3 separate regions of the Mus musculus genome follow, and all the other regions are linked to region 3. Evidence: chromatin contacts called from public HiChIP or PLAC-seq data. All regions are on one chromosome and are shown on one strand. The core of a region is the stretch at or near the end of the contact, and the rest is flanking DNA. Distances in the headings are between cores, read along the strand shown. Region 1 has its middle 130 kb from the start of Gm5087. Region 2 holds the start of Fezf2 (Fez family zinc finger 2). Region 3 holds the start of Cadps (Ca2+-dependent secretion activator).

What was found. HiChIP or PLAC-seq counts read pairs in DNA pulled down with a chosen protein or histone mark.
Region 1: an H3K4me3 HiChIP or PLAC-seq map of embryonic stem cells shows a contact between it and region 3, with 17 read pairs. The contact joins the enhancer-like site here to the promoter of Cadps in region 3. A contact is called at or near these places in 6 of 39 promoter capture datasets (the 3T3-L1 cell line, 3T3-L1-derived adipocytes, embryonic stem cells and 1 more), 3 of 484 Hi-C or Micro-C datasets (all in embryonic stem cells), 7 of 115 datasets of contacts at active chromatin or transcription factors (astrocytes, embryonic stem cells, forebrain and 1 more) and 1 of 9 other capture datasets (pancreatic islet).
Region 2: a contact with region 3 is called in an H3K4me3 HiChIP or PLAC-seq map of embryonic stem cells, with 5 times the contacts expected there. The contact joins the promoter of Fezf2 here to the promoter of Cadps in region 3. A contact is called at or near these places in 2 of 39 promoter capture datasets (both in embryonic stem cells), 10 of 484 Hi-C or Micro-C datasets (all in embryonic stem cells) and 4 of 115 datasets of contacts at active chromatin or transcription factors (all in embryonic stem cells).

Annotation. Positions count from the first base shown.
Region 1 is chr14:13,148,402-13,152,179 of GRCm38.p6, forward strand. No RefSeq gene overlaps it. Among named protein-coding and RNA genes, the nearest start is that of Gm5087, 130 kb to the right of the region's middle. Within about 2 kb of position 1,365, at least 5 of the 459 cell types and tissues checked have an H3K27ac peak or open chromatin away from gene starts, as enhancers often do. A contact at or near this core is called in embryonic stem cells, where this site is marked.
Region 2 is chr14:12,343,920-12,347,535 of GRCm38.p6, forward strand. Fezf2 (Fez family zinc finger 2) reads right to left here and starts at 1,946. Exons shown (of 5, transcript NM_080433.3): 1 at 1,668-1,946; 2 at 430-1,319; 3 at 1-133. The coding sequence starts at 1,266.
Region 3 is chr14:12,820,923-12,824,719 of GRCm38.p6, forward strand. It overlaps Cadps (Ca2+-dependent secretion activator), which reads right to left and starts at 2,157. Exons shown (of 31, transcript NM_001042617.1): 1 at 1,382-2,157. The coding sequence starts at 1,816.

The DNA of each region.
Region 1 (3,778 bases), core at 115-2,614, 330 kb after region 3:
AGACAACCGTACCAAAGTTGCTAATTCTGTATACCAGAGGGGAGGGCACACTTCCCAGAGAAATTCAGGTTGCAGGCCACAGGTTTCTCTTCCCAGAGAAATTCAGGTTTATGGCCACAACAAATGGTAGCACTTTCTCTGCCCTTCTCCCCTCTCATCCCTTTCTTCTTCCTTCCTCCTTTCCTAAGAACTGCATTAAAAGTGCAAAACATGGTGGCTTTTCGAGGTCATGGTTAGGTTCTACCAGACATGCAGCTTGAAAGCAAACAGTTCCATGTCAGATGATTTGCCTTTCCCAGTCAGCATGCTGGGTAAAGTTCTGCACTTCTCTGTTGCTGCCTTCTGGTGGTCATCCACATTTCTCTCCTTAACTTTATTTTATGATTGAATTGAGGGAAATTGATCTGAGTTGAAACACTTTCTAGCTTCCTGTAGTTAAACTTTTTTTCTGTCCCAAGCAACAGTGGGGCTGCCTTTTATTTGATAAAGCTGAGAACTAAAGTGTTGCGGATAGCCCTGGGGCTAATTATATTTGATGTTAATTTCGTTCTCCTGTGAGTGGCTTCAAACAAAGAACAACAAATAAGTCAGCACTCAGGTGATTTCCTATAAACCTGCTTCCCACCTCAATTTGTAAAATAAAGGAGAGCTAACGATTGGGCAGATAAAAGGGAAGGTGGAAGAGGGAAGAAGGAGAAAATGGAAGAGGAAAAGGATTCAGAGAAGGAAGAAGAAAAAAGAGCAGAGCAGAAGCACATGGCAAGTTCTAAGGGGTTGCACAGATGTGGAAGATGGTAGTATAGCAGTAGATCTGCCCAATCTAGGCAGTTAATATATAATCACATTAACTGAGTTGTGTTTTCATTGCCAGGGCATATTTGGGATGGAGAGATTTACTGCAAAACTGAAGGACCATGCTTTGTCCTTGGGAGAGCTGCCTTAGGAGCTTTTGACAGTTTAAAATTAAGTGGCAGCATTTACAAGCTGCCCTTGACCCTGTCCCATAATATCTCTTGGCCTTAATTTCCCCATTTGTGAAGTGTTGCTAAGTACCTTGCCCCAGGGAAGTGAAATGGTGCCATCTGAACACAGTGCATCTGAATACAGTGCTTGATACCATTTTAAGAGTCTGTAGTTATGATTGTCATTACTATCATTGCATAGAGCCAGAAGTTTGGATTCAACTTGTGACAACACATCCTGTGCTGGTAGGAGCTGTAATGAAGAATACAAAAGCACCAGCTGAAAATCAGCTTAAATTAACTTCTGAATAAAGTGAAAGTGGGTTATTATGGTGATGGGAGCAAGGCTGACCTGGGAGGGCATAGCCAGTCTGAATAAAGGTTTTGACAATTTTCTCCAGTGATCTGTGCTTGAGAAAAGAAGAAAGCACTAGCATCTTAATGACAATACTTTCCCCCTAAAGCATCAACCTTAGTATTGTCTAACTTTGTCAGGTGACCAATGTGACCACACCCATCAAGAGGTAAGGTTAAGAAAGAGAAACCAGTCTTTGTAGGCTATAGGAAAAAATGATACACAGCCAGCTAGCTCTTTAAAGTCTATTGTACGTGTTACATTCAGAGACAGGCAAACAGTGCTGTTTAAAGCTGTTTGGATTTAGGGTTGGGCTCTTGATACCAGATTTGAACCCAAAGCCTCATCATCAAAGTAGGTGCTATACTATGGAGCTAGATCATTAGCCCAACTATTTGGATGTTTAATTAGTCCTTACTTTTGTCTAGTGATTTTCCATTCATTTTCTTTTATTCATTTAAGATACTCAACTATTCTAAAAGTATTTTAACATCTGTTCCATTGCTTACCCCATGGATATGTTGTGAGACAGCTACTGAGGGGAGGCTTGAGAAATGAAATAATAAGGATGTTACCCGGTTTGCTCACAGAGGCAGTCTTCTACAAAGCCACTGTTCACTGTCAGTGTGGTCTCTAAATTTCTAGAAATTAAAGAAAAGAATTATGCCAATCCTCTGGAATTTAAATTTGTGTTCTGTTTTGTTTTACCTAGTAATCAACACCTGAAAATTCTTTGACTGTTACGGCCATGTGTGTATTTTAATTTTGCTGAAGCACAAGTCTGAATTGCCAAAAGGCTCTCTTGTGGAAGTTTGCATACCATGCATCGTAGGTCAGTAATGTTCACTAGGACTTTAGAAGTATATTGCTGCCAGATATACCATGATACCATGGTAACAAAAATGATTTTTCCAGCCTGGCACCTGTACTTCATTTTTCAGTAAGAGTTCCTTGGGCTTGCTTTGGGTTTAGTACCCTACACATTAGATGGTGTCTCAGTAGTGTGAAGCTATGAAGCTTAGCTCTCAATGGAAAGTATCTGGGTGTCTCACCCAAGTTCACTCAGTTTCTCTCTTCAATGAGTTTTCATCTGGAAGTGAGACACACATTGACTGAAAATGGTGAGTGAACACTTAGCTTATCCCGGAAATACTGCAAATACTCTCTGTTCATTCTCATGGTTGCCAGAGAAGTTTGCTAAACTTTTCTCAGTACTAAGTACTTGAGAGTGTGAGTCCTTGCCTCAGCCACTTAATTGCTACTGTAATGACAGTGGGCACTTCCACACAGGCTCATTGAATTTGCTTGTGTTCCATAAGATGTGGACAGGCAAAATTTCACTTTGGGCTACAGTCTACAAAACTGTAGTTTTACAGATTCAGAGGTGGTTTGGCTCCTGCTCTTTACTAGATATTTTCAACTTTTCTTCTTGTTCTAAGATTCCTGTTTCCCAAGTGATTACTTGGTATGTCTTGTGCATCCACCACTTATGACTGACACCCAAGAGCGCTTACTGAAAGTGAGATTCTTGGCTCTCAAGTGAGTCAATATGAGTGTCTACATGTAGCAATGCATCTTCTCTGTGATGCCCATTAATATATAAAAGAAAAGGTGGGAAGCTTTAACTTTTTCAAACTTATTTATTTTATTTTCTGTGTATGAGTATTCTTCCTGTATCTATGTATGCATGTGTACCACCTGTGTACTTGGTACCCAAGGAAATCATAAGGTTGCCAAGGACAAGCCTCTGCTTGAAGACAGATTACTGAGAGAAGGGTGTTGCAGTAAATCTTCTCCCAAATATGCCCCTGCAATGAAAACACAGTTAATATGATCACATGCTGTGCACCTAGATTGGGCAAATCTAAGGCTACACTACCATCTTCCACATCTGAGACCCCTTAGAACTTGCAGTTTCTCCAAGCCATGTGCATGTGCTTCTGCTCCACCTTCCCTTTTATCTGCCCAATCATCAGCTCTCCTTTATTTTACAAATTAAGGTGGGAAGCAGGTTTACAGGAAATCACCTGAGCACTGACTCACCCCTTATTTGTAGCTACTTACAGGAGAATAGAATTAACATCAAACATAATTAGCCCCAGGGCTATCCACAACAAAGGAGTGGTTTTTTTTTTTTTTTTTTTTGGTTTTTTGTTTTTGTTTTGTTTTGTTTTGTTTTGTTTTGAGAGCAAGGGGGTTGGGGAGTGACTTGAAGTCAAATCATGGAGTACAAGCTGTCAGCCTATGTTCTGCTTGAGACAGCTTTCCAAATAACCCTATGCTCCAGACCATTCTCGCTTTCACTTCTGAAAAAACTCTCTGTATAGCTAATCTCTTGCAGATCAAAAGACCACTCTTTTATTTACATATCATTTTAGCCATTACTCCAGGTTCCCTTTTGATCATCCCATGAATCACCATCTCATGGATCCAGCCAATTGAGTCCTAGAAAAACTCAGCA
Region 2 (3,616 bases), core at 696-3,195, 480 kb before region 3:
GGGTATGGATAATTTTGTGTCTGCAGAGAGTGCTGGCCTGGCGGAAGCCTTTGCCACAGACTTTGCACACAAACGGTCTAGCTCCGGTGTGGACAGGCATGTGGCGGGTGAGGTTATAGTGAGCATTGAACACCTATGGAAGGATGAGAGCGGAACTTAGGCTGAGTCTGCCAAGGGCCTAGAATCAGGCCCGGAGGCTACAATTTACCTCCCTTAACCAACCATCCCATCTGAAGCCAGCAAGTCCTTTTGTCAACTGTGTGGCGATTTTACAGCCCCATTTTACAGAATAGGAAACTGAGGCTCAACTGAGCATCGAACGGAGCGCGCAGCTATTGGGAAGCTCCTCTGCTTGAGAGAAAGGTGTACAAGGCAGCCCAAGAAAGTCAGGGGCTACTAGCTCCCTCCCCCCAGAACCGTAGGCCTCACCTTGCCGCACACTTCGCAGGTGAAGTTTTTGGGTTTGCTGTCAGTAGAGCCCCCCGGTAGTTTGCTGTGGCTCTTGACTCCCCCTCGTTCAGCTGTCAAGGCCGAGTTCTCCTTCAGCACCTGCTCCAGTGGCGCATGCAAGCGCTCCTTATGGGGATAGGAAGCTGGGTGGGGGAACTTGTCCGCAGCCAGGCTGGCCAGTTTGGCGTTCTCCAGCAGAAAAAGCTTGGGGTGAGCAGCCAGGGAAGTGGGGGCCTGTGCGTTGAGGAGGCCGGATGGGAAAAGGTGGCCTCCGAGGAGCTCCGAAGGTGGGTAAGCGGTGGAGTCCAGGTAGTTGAAGTAGTAGAGAGAGCCGCTGGCAGGCAGCCCCACAGCCTGGTTGATGACCTGCGGTTTGATGACCCTGCCGGCGGGCAGCGCAGAAGGCGCGAGGCCCAGTTCGGCCTTGCAGCACACGCCACAGTTGGTTTTGCACAAGCCGCTGGCGCCGCACACTGGGGCCCCCCCGCCGCTGCCTCCTCCTCCACCGCCGCCCGCCCGGAGGCTGCTCTTCCAGAACTCCGAGTAACTGAGCAGCGTCTTGGACGGCACCTCGTAGCCTAGAGGCTGGAGAGGGATCATACAGGGCAGCGGCGAGCAGAGGTTGAGCAGTTTCTTGCTCTGGCTGCTGTCTGCCTCTAACGCAGCAGGCCGGGGCTCGAAAGGCGCTCGGGGCTCGGACGTCTTGGCCATGATGCGCTCGATAGAGAAAGCTAGTGTTTTAGAAGTGGCCGGTGACGCTCCAGCGCGCGGGCAGGCCGGGGGCACCATGGTCTCCAGGGAAGCTGAGCTGGCCATGGCGCGCCAAGCTGGGCCAGGCTGGGCCAGGGCACAGCCTCTCTCCTCTAAGTCTGCATTCCGGAAAAGGCAGGGGGGAAACCGCAATTTAATAAGCACCTAGTCGGCCCGGTCACCCATTTGCATTCAAATGAACAGAAGCAGAACAAAGTGCACCCAAGGGTACCAAATTACCGCCCATTAACCCGGCGCGCAAAGGAACCCACCAGCTATTGCCCTGGGACTATGAAAGGGGGAAGAAGGGGGAGGCTGTACAAAGGAAAGGAGAAGGGGTAGAAGAAAGGAGTCTCAAATTAACACTCCCAGCCCTTCCCTGGACCCAGGCCTTCGCCACGCGTGCTGGGAACTGGGCACTGAAAGAGCAAAGTTAAAGAGGGCCGGAAGAACCACCTCGCTTTTACCTCTTTCCCCCACCGCCAAGGAGATGCGTTCCGAGCCATGCAGCGTGTCTCTTCTGTCACATTTTGATGGCAAACATCTTCCCCTCCGCGTGAGATCACTGTCTTTTACATTCAGCTGACATCACATGAAGTCACTTGAAGTGGAATGACATGGGCGGCGGCGCGACTCCCGTTGAGGACCCTGCGTTCCCCCGCGCCTGCCGGCCGCCGCCACCGCCCCTCAAACTTTAAAGGAGGCAACTAGCGCCCGCGCTCCCTTCGGGAAAGTGCGAGCGGTTTGCGAATCGGGAAGGAGGGAAGAGAGGGAGGGGGGAGGGGGAAGAATCGTGATGGTTTTGCCGGTGGAAGGAGGTGGGGGCCGCCCAAACCCAAACCTAGGCAGAGTTCCTTGGGTGATTCACAACTTTGGGGGGCCTACAGTTTTAGGGTACGCGGGGAAGGCGGGGTGTCCCCGACGCGCTACCTCAAAGGGCCCCTGGTGTCCGTCTAATCACCAAAGTATCCCTTAGCCCTGCGCAGCCGAACTGGGCACCGTGCTAATAAACTGCCATTTACCTACGGAGCCAGCGCCAGCCCCGAACACGCGCAAATGATAATTACCTCATTAGGATGTGGCGCATGGACGCGGGCGTCGCGTTTGGAGGGGGGAACTTGTTAATGGGGAAATATTAATTTATGCAAAAGCAACGAGCTCGCCTTGGCTGGCGTCGGAGGTCGAGAGAGAGCTCCCCGCCGCCTAAGGACGACCTCGAAGAGTCCGGGAGGGCAGGCGGCGTGCCGGGGTCCTGGGGACCTGGGGAAGGGTGGGTGCGCCTGCAGCTCTCTGGCCCACTTTTTCAGTAGGGCTGGGGGATTCTTGCCCTGAGAGGCCTAGGGCTCTTTGAGAAGCTAATCGATCCGAATTGCTGATTTGTGATCGGGTTTGAGAGGCAAAGGCAGGCTCTGCGCCTGGTTTAGGGCTGCGTGCGGGGAGGATTCGGAGGGCAGCTCTCCCGCTGTTGGGTACTTACTGTTTGTATAATTGAGAAGGTCCAATCTCCACCTGTTTAAGGAGCAGATTGAAACAGCAGAACCTCCCCTGGATCCTATTAAAACGTTTTTCCTCCTAAGGCCATTCAGTCGAACCAATTTTCCGAAGTGATTCATAGAGCTGAATTCTGCCAAGGCAGCTCTTTCACTTTTAGCCACTAAAGCACCGCGTGGAACCGGGTTTTGTGTTTTTCTAAAATAAAAAGAAGGATTATCAGAGGGGAGAAGGAGGGGGTCTGAAGGGGGGCGGGCAAAGACTTAGTGTGGCCAGAGGTACAAGCAGAGGGAAGAAAAGGCTCTTTTCTAGACAGGCCCCAAGTAAGTTCGGAGGAATTCAGCGTTTTTGTGCCGGGCGCACAAAAGCAGAGCGCTCGGCGCTGGGTTTGGAGGGGCTGAATTCATGTTTGCAGACCATTCCACCTGCGTATCACAACAAACTGCTCAAAGAAGCTCCAGCACTTTCAACAGGCCGGGTGCTCTTGGTGACAACAAAAGTGGTCGAGGCTGAGGGTTCTTATGGGGGGGGGGGGGCTAGCTAGAGAAGGAGAGAATTAGGTTTAGGGAAAAGAGGGGCTGTGCATGGGGTTTTTGAAAACTTTTGGCTGTTTTTGTTCGTCGGACAATTATATCTTGCCAGCCGGCTTTTGCAAGACCAAGAGCTTTGTAGCCGCAAAGGCAGTTTAAGAGGATTACGGTGGGTATAATATGAGCAAACAGGGTTGAGGGTTTGATAGTCAATTCCTTCTCCAGAGATATAGCATCAGCGGAGCCGGGGAAAGTGCCGGTGAAGGCAAACCCTCTTCTCCGTTTGCAGCTGAGTGTCCATCTGATCCCCGGCCCACTACTACCCATCCCAGGGAAAACTGTCCATCCAACGCCAGACGGACGAGCAAAGCTCTAGTTTGGACTGCAGCCGAACA
Region 3 (3,797 bases), core at 907-3,406:
GAAATGAGTCTTTTTGACTTAATAAAACTGGCATCCATGCAGTAGTAGGTAAAATAAACTGACAGGGTTGGGTGGTGTGTATACACATATAAGCAAAACAAACAGAGCAATCTGTTCTACCTCGATATAAGGATGCAAGGTAAATATGGAAAGATCCAACATCTTACTTGAGCAACATAAAATTTAGATTTAAATGGCAGCAACGATTCTTAAACTACTATTTTAAGAAATAGTCTCACAACCTTGATGGGCTACAGCTAGAACCTCCCATGACTCCCGGGTTCAACTGACCTCATGCAAGCTTAAATGCTTCATTTGTTCCCAGAGACTAAACCGAGTGCACTCACTCCCACTGAGCTCCTGACCCCTTTCTGGCTGATCCTCCTCACTGGCCCTCAGCCCCTGGTGACCTCACCTCCCTTTTGTCCTTTCTCGGGTTGGAGATAGTAATGCCCCACCCCCCACCCCCCCATCAAAAGTAGCTCAAAGCCAGCATGGCCTTGCCTCTGCCTCAGACACAAAAAGCTTTTTATGACTATAACTGAGAAGCTGTTTGCAGCTGCACTTTTATCAATCCAGTAACAAGAGGACTTGGAGAGCCTCAGCGAAGCCAGAAGGTGGCGGCGAAGTCACCTTGGGAGGAGAAGATGGTCAAAGGAGGGTATGAGAGAAGTGCTAACCCCAGGCACAGGGACCCACTAGGCGCGCCCCTGCTCTGGGATCCATGAAGAAGGGGAAAAGGATTGGAGGGACTACTGGCAAGAGGAAAACGCTGCTGCAGGACGACCCCTAGGTTACCCTAGGTGGCGATCAGCTGACCAGGTTGGGAGGGGGCGCCCTTGGCTAAGTCACTGGAAAACTCGCTTCCTGGGCTGGCTTTTTTTTTTTTCTCCCCTGCGTGCCCCTGCGGCTGCCCGCTGCCCCAAGAGTCCAGCGATGCTAGAGCTCCACACCCGCGCCCTGACCTGCCAGGAGCCTGCGCCCGCCTAGTGCACGCCCCGGAGGGCGGGCCAGAGCGCAACGCAGCCGCCGCCACTCGGGAGCGCAGGGAGCTCCGAAAGAGACAAGGCCTCTGTGAGAGCTGCCAGCTGCAAGTCACTTCCCGCGCCACTTAGGTCACAGAGCGAGCGGGACTTTCCCGCCTGGCTCCCCCCACAGGGAGGCCCGTGCGCGCAGCCCTGTGCCGTAGGCCCCTGTCACATCCCAGGGACATCTCCCGAGTCAAGCTGGGCGGTGGCAAGACGGGGCCCCTAATCCCAGGGCGCGGTCTTCACCTTCCCCAGCTCCTCCTAGCCAGCTGCGCCGCGGGTTCCTATTGTTCGCCCCGCCCGCTTGCCGGGCGACAATAAGGCGCCGCTCCCCGGCCTCGCGGCGCACCTACCTTCTGCTGCCGCCGAGCCATGTCGGTGGGCTGCTTGGCGTTGAAGGGGTAGGCGATGCAGCGCATCACGAACACGTACAGCTGCAGCCTCTTCTTCCTCTCTTCCTCCTCCTTCTGCAGCCTCTCCAACTCTTCCTTCTCCTTCTCGCTCACCACCGACGGGCTAGGGCTGGAAGGCCGGCCGCCGCCGGCGCGGCTGCTGGGCTGCAGCCCCCCGGCCCCGCCGCCGCTGCTCGCGCCGCTACCCCCACCGCCGCCGGCGCCCACCCCGGCCCCGGCGCCACTGCCCCCCATCCCGGCGCTGCCTGCCGAGCCCTCGCTGGTGCGGCTGGGAGACAGGCGCGCTCCAGACGCGGCCGAGCCCAGCACATCCTTGCCCCTCTCCTCTTCCAGGATCTCATCTGACTCCTCTTCGCTGGACGAAGGGTCCAGCATGGTAGCGCCTGGGAGAGGGGGGTCCCCGGAGCCCCCGCCTTGGGGTGCAAAAGGTGGGGGGCGCTGGAGGCAGCCAAGGGTCGGCTGTCCGGGTAGGCGCTTCTTCCTAGGTCAGGGAGAGCGAGCGCTGCTGCTCAGCTTCGGCCGCCGCGACTGCTTCCTCCGCCCGGCGAGCGCGAGCTGAGCGCAGACCCAGGAGCGCGAGGGGAGGAGGAGAAGGGAGAGGTGCGTGTGTGCACCCGAGGTGGGCAAGGGCGAGAATCAATTGCGAGCCCGGAGCCCGCAGCCGGATGCCATCTGCAGCCGCTGAAGAAGGCGCCTCCAGAAAAGATGCCGAGTGTTGCAAGCTGTCGATGCAGCCAAGAGCAGGAGAGGCATCTTGCCGATTGGGGAGCGAGCGGCGCTTACGTGTTTATTGGCTTAACTCTCCAGTGTCCGCGGCGGAGAGGGCGACTGCAAAGGCCTAGAGGGGGGAAGTGCGGTGCGCCCCAAAAGAGCTTCACTACTTTTGACCCTCATGCCCCCCAGTCTTCCTTGCCCCCTGTCCTATTTAGACCACTTCTCTTTACCTCGTCCTCTTTTCCCCTCCCGGGGACAAAAAGTTTTTTTTTTTCCCTCCAGGGGTGGGGAGGGAAAATAAAGAAGCCAATGGTAGCTTCTGACCAGCAAAAACCAGGCTTTCTGCAGGCGTCCAAAGGTCACAGAAAGAGGAATTCAGTGAGATGTTACCTTCAGACTTCTCAACTGGGGTGTGGTGGCTGGGAGGGAGCAGTGGGAAGGGGAGGCAGTGTGTGTTTTTTTTTTTTTTTCCATCTGTGTAAACCTCTATTCCAACAATCAATACCACTGTAAAATACAAATGCATCAAATCAGAGTGAATTAATGTATGGATCATGAAGTTCGGCTATTTAAGTAGAAATCAAACGTCCCCAACTCCAAGTCAGTGAAGCTTTTTTCAGTCTCTAGAAGTCCGTGTATTTTCTGCTGAACCTTGCCAGGTTTCTGGCTGTTCAGCCCTTCCTTCCTCCATGAAGATCTGAGGGAAGGAACAGGAACCACACACACCAAATCAGACACCCCCCAAACTCGGCAGCAGCAATTTCGAATTTACTGTCTCTGTTACACTGTCTTTACTTTGAGTTGTGGAATTGTCATTATTAATATAAATGATGTCATTATTAATACAGATGATGCCTTTATTCTGGAATCCTTCCTTTCTTAAGCCAACAGGGACCAGAAGGCACGGGGGAGCTGGCCAGCGTGCTGAACCTAACCAGAGAATTTAGATGCATCAGAAAACCAGTTAAAGACCTAGTCTTCAGCTTGTATGCTCGCATATTTTCTAATTCCCTTATCAGCTGCTTTTTATAAATGAGTAGCATGACTTTAAATTTTAAATAACAACTGTTGTTCTGTGTTTTACAATCTACCACGAGTTTTACTATAAGCTTTCTGGTAAACCTGATTAAATATGTGAATGAACTCAAAGCAAAATGTATCTGTACTTCACTCCAAAAATTTCTCTTCATTTTTTGAATTAAGTAATATATTCACTGCTAGTATTTGGTTTTTATCATACATAAAAGATAAAGCTTTTATGGCCTTTATTTTTTAATGGCCCACTTTTTAAAATTCATTTAACATTTTAAAATTGAACAGTGTGAAAACTTTGACAGTCTACCAGTTCTATTAAACTCTTCTGAGGAAATAAAACATGTTTACCAGTTTGTCTGGAGCAGAAAACTATGGTAATCCAGTCAGTGGATCAACAGCTGTTAGTAAGCTTTTTGTTGTTGTTGTTGTTGTTTTGGTTTTTTTTTTGTTTTTTGGTTTTTGGTTTTTGGTTGTTTTTTTTTTTTTTTGTTAATGAACTGCTCTAAGTGCTTCTGGACATGGAACATTCAGAAGATTCTCACAAGAGTATATTCTCCTTTGGGAGACACAAAGAAGTGCGGCACGTTTATTTCGAACATAATGTCAA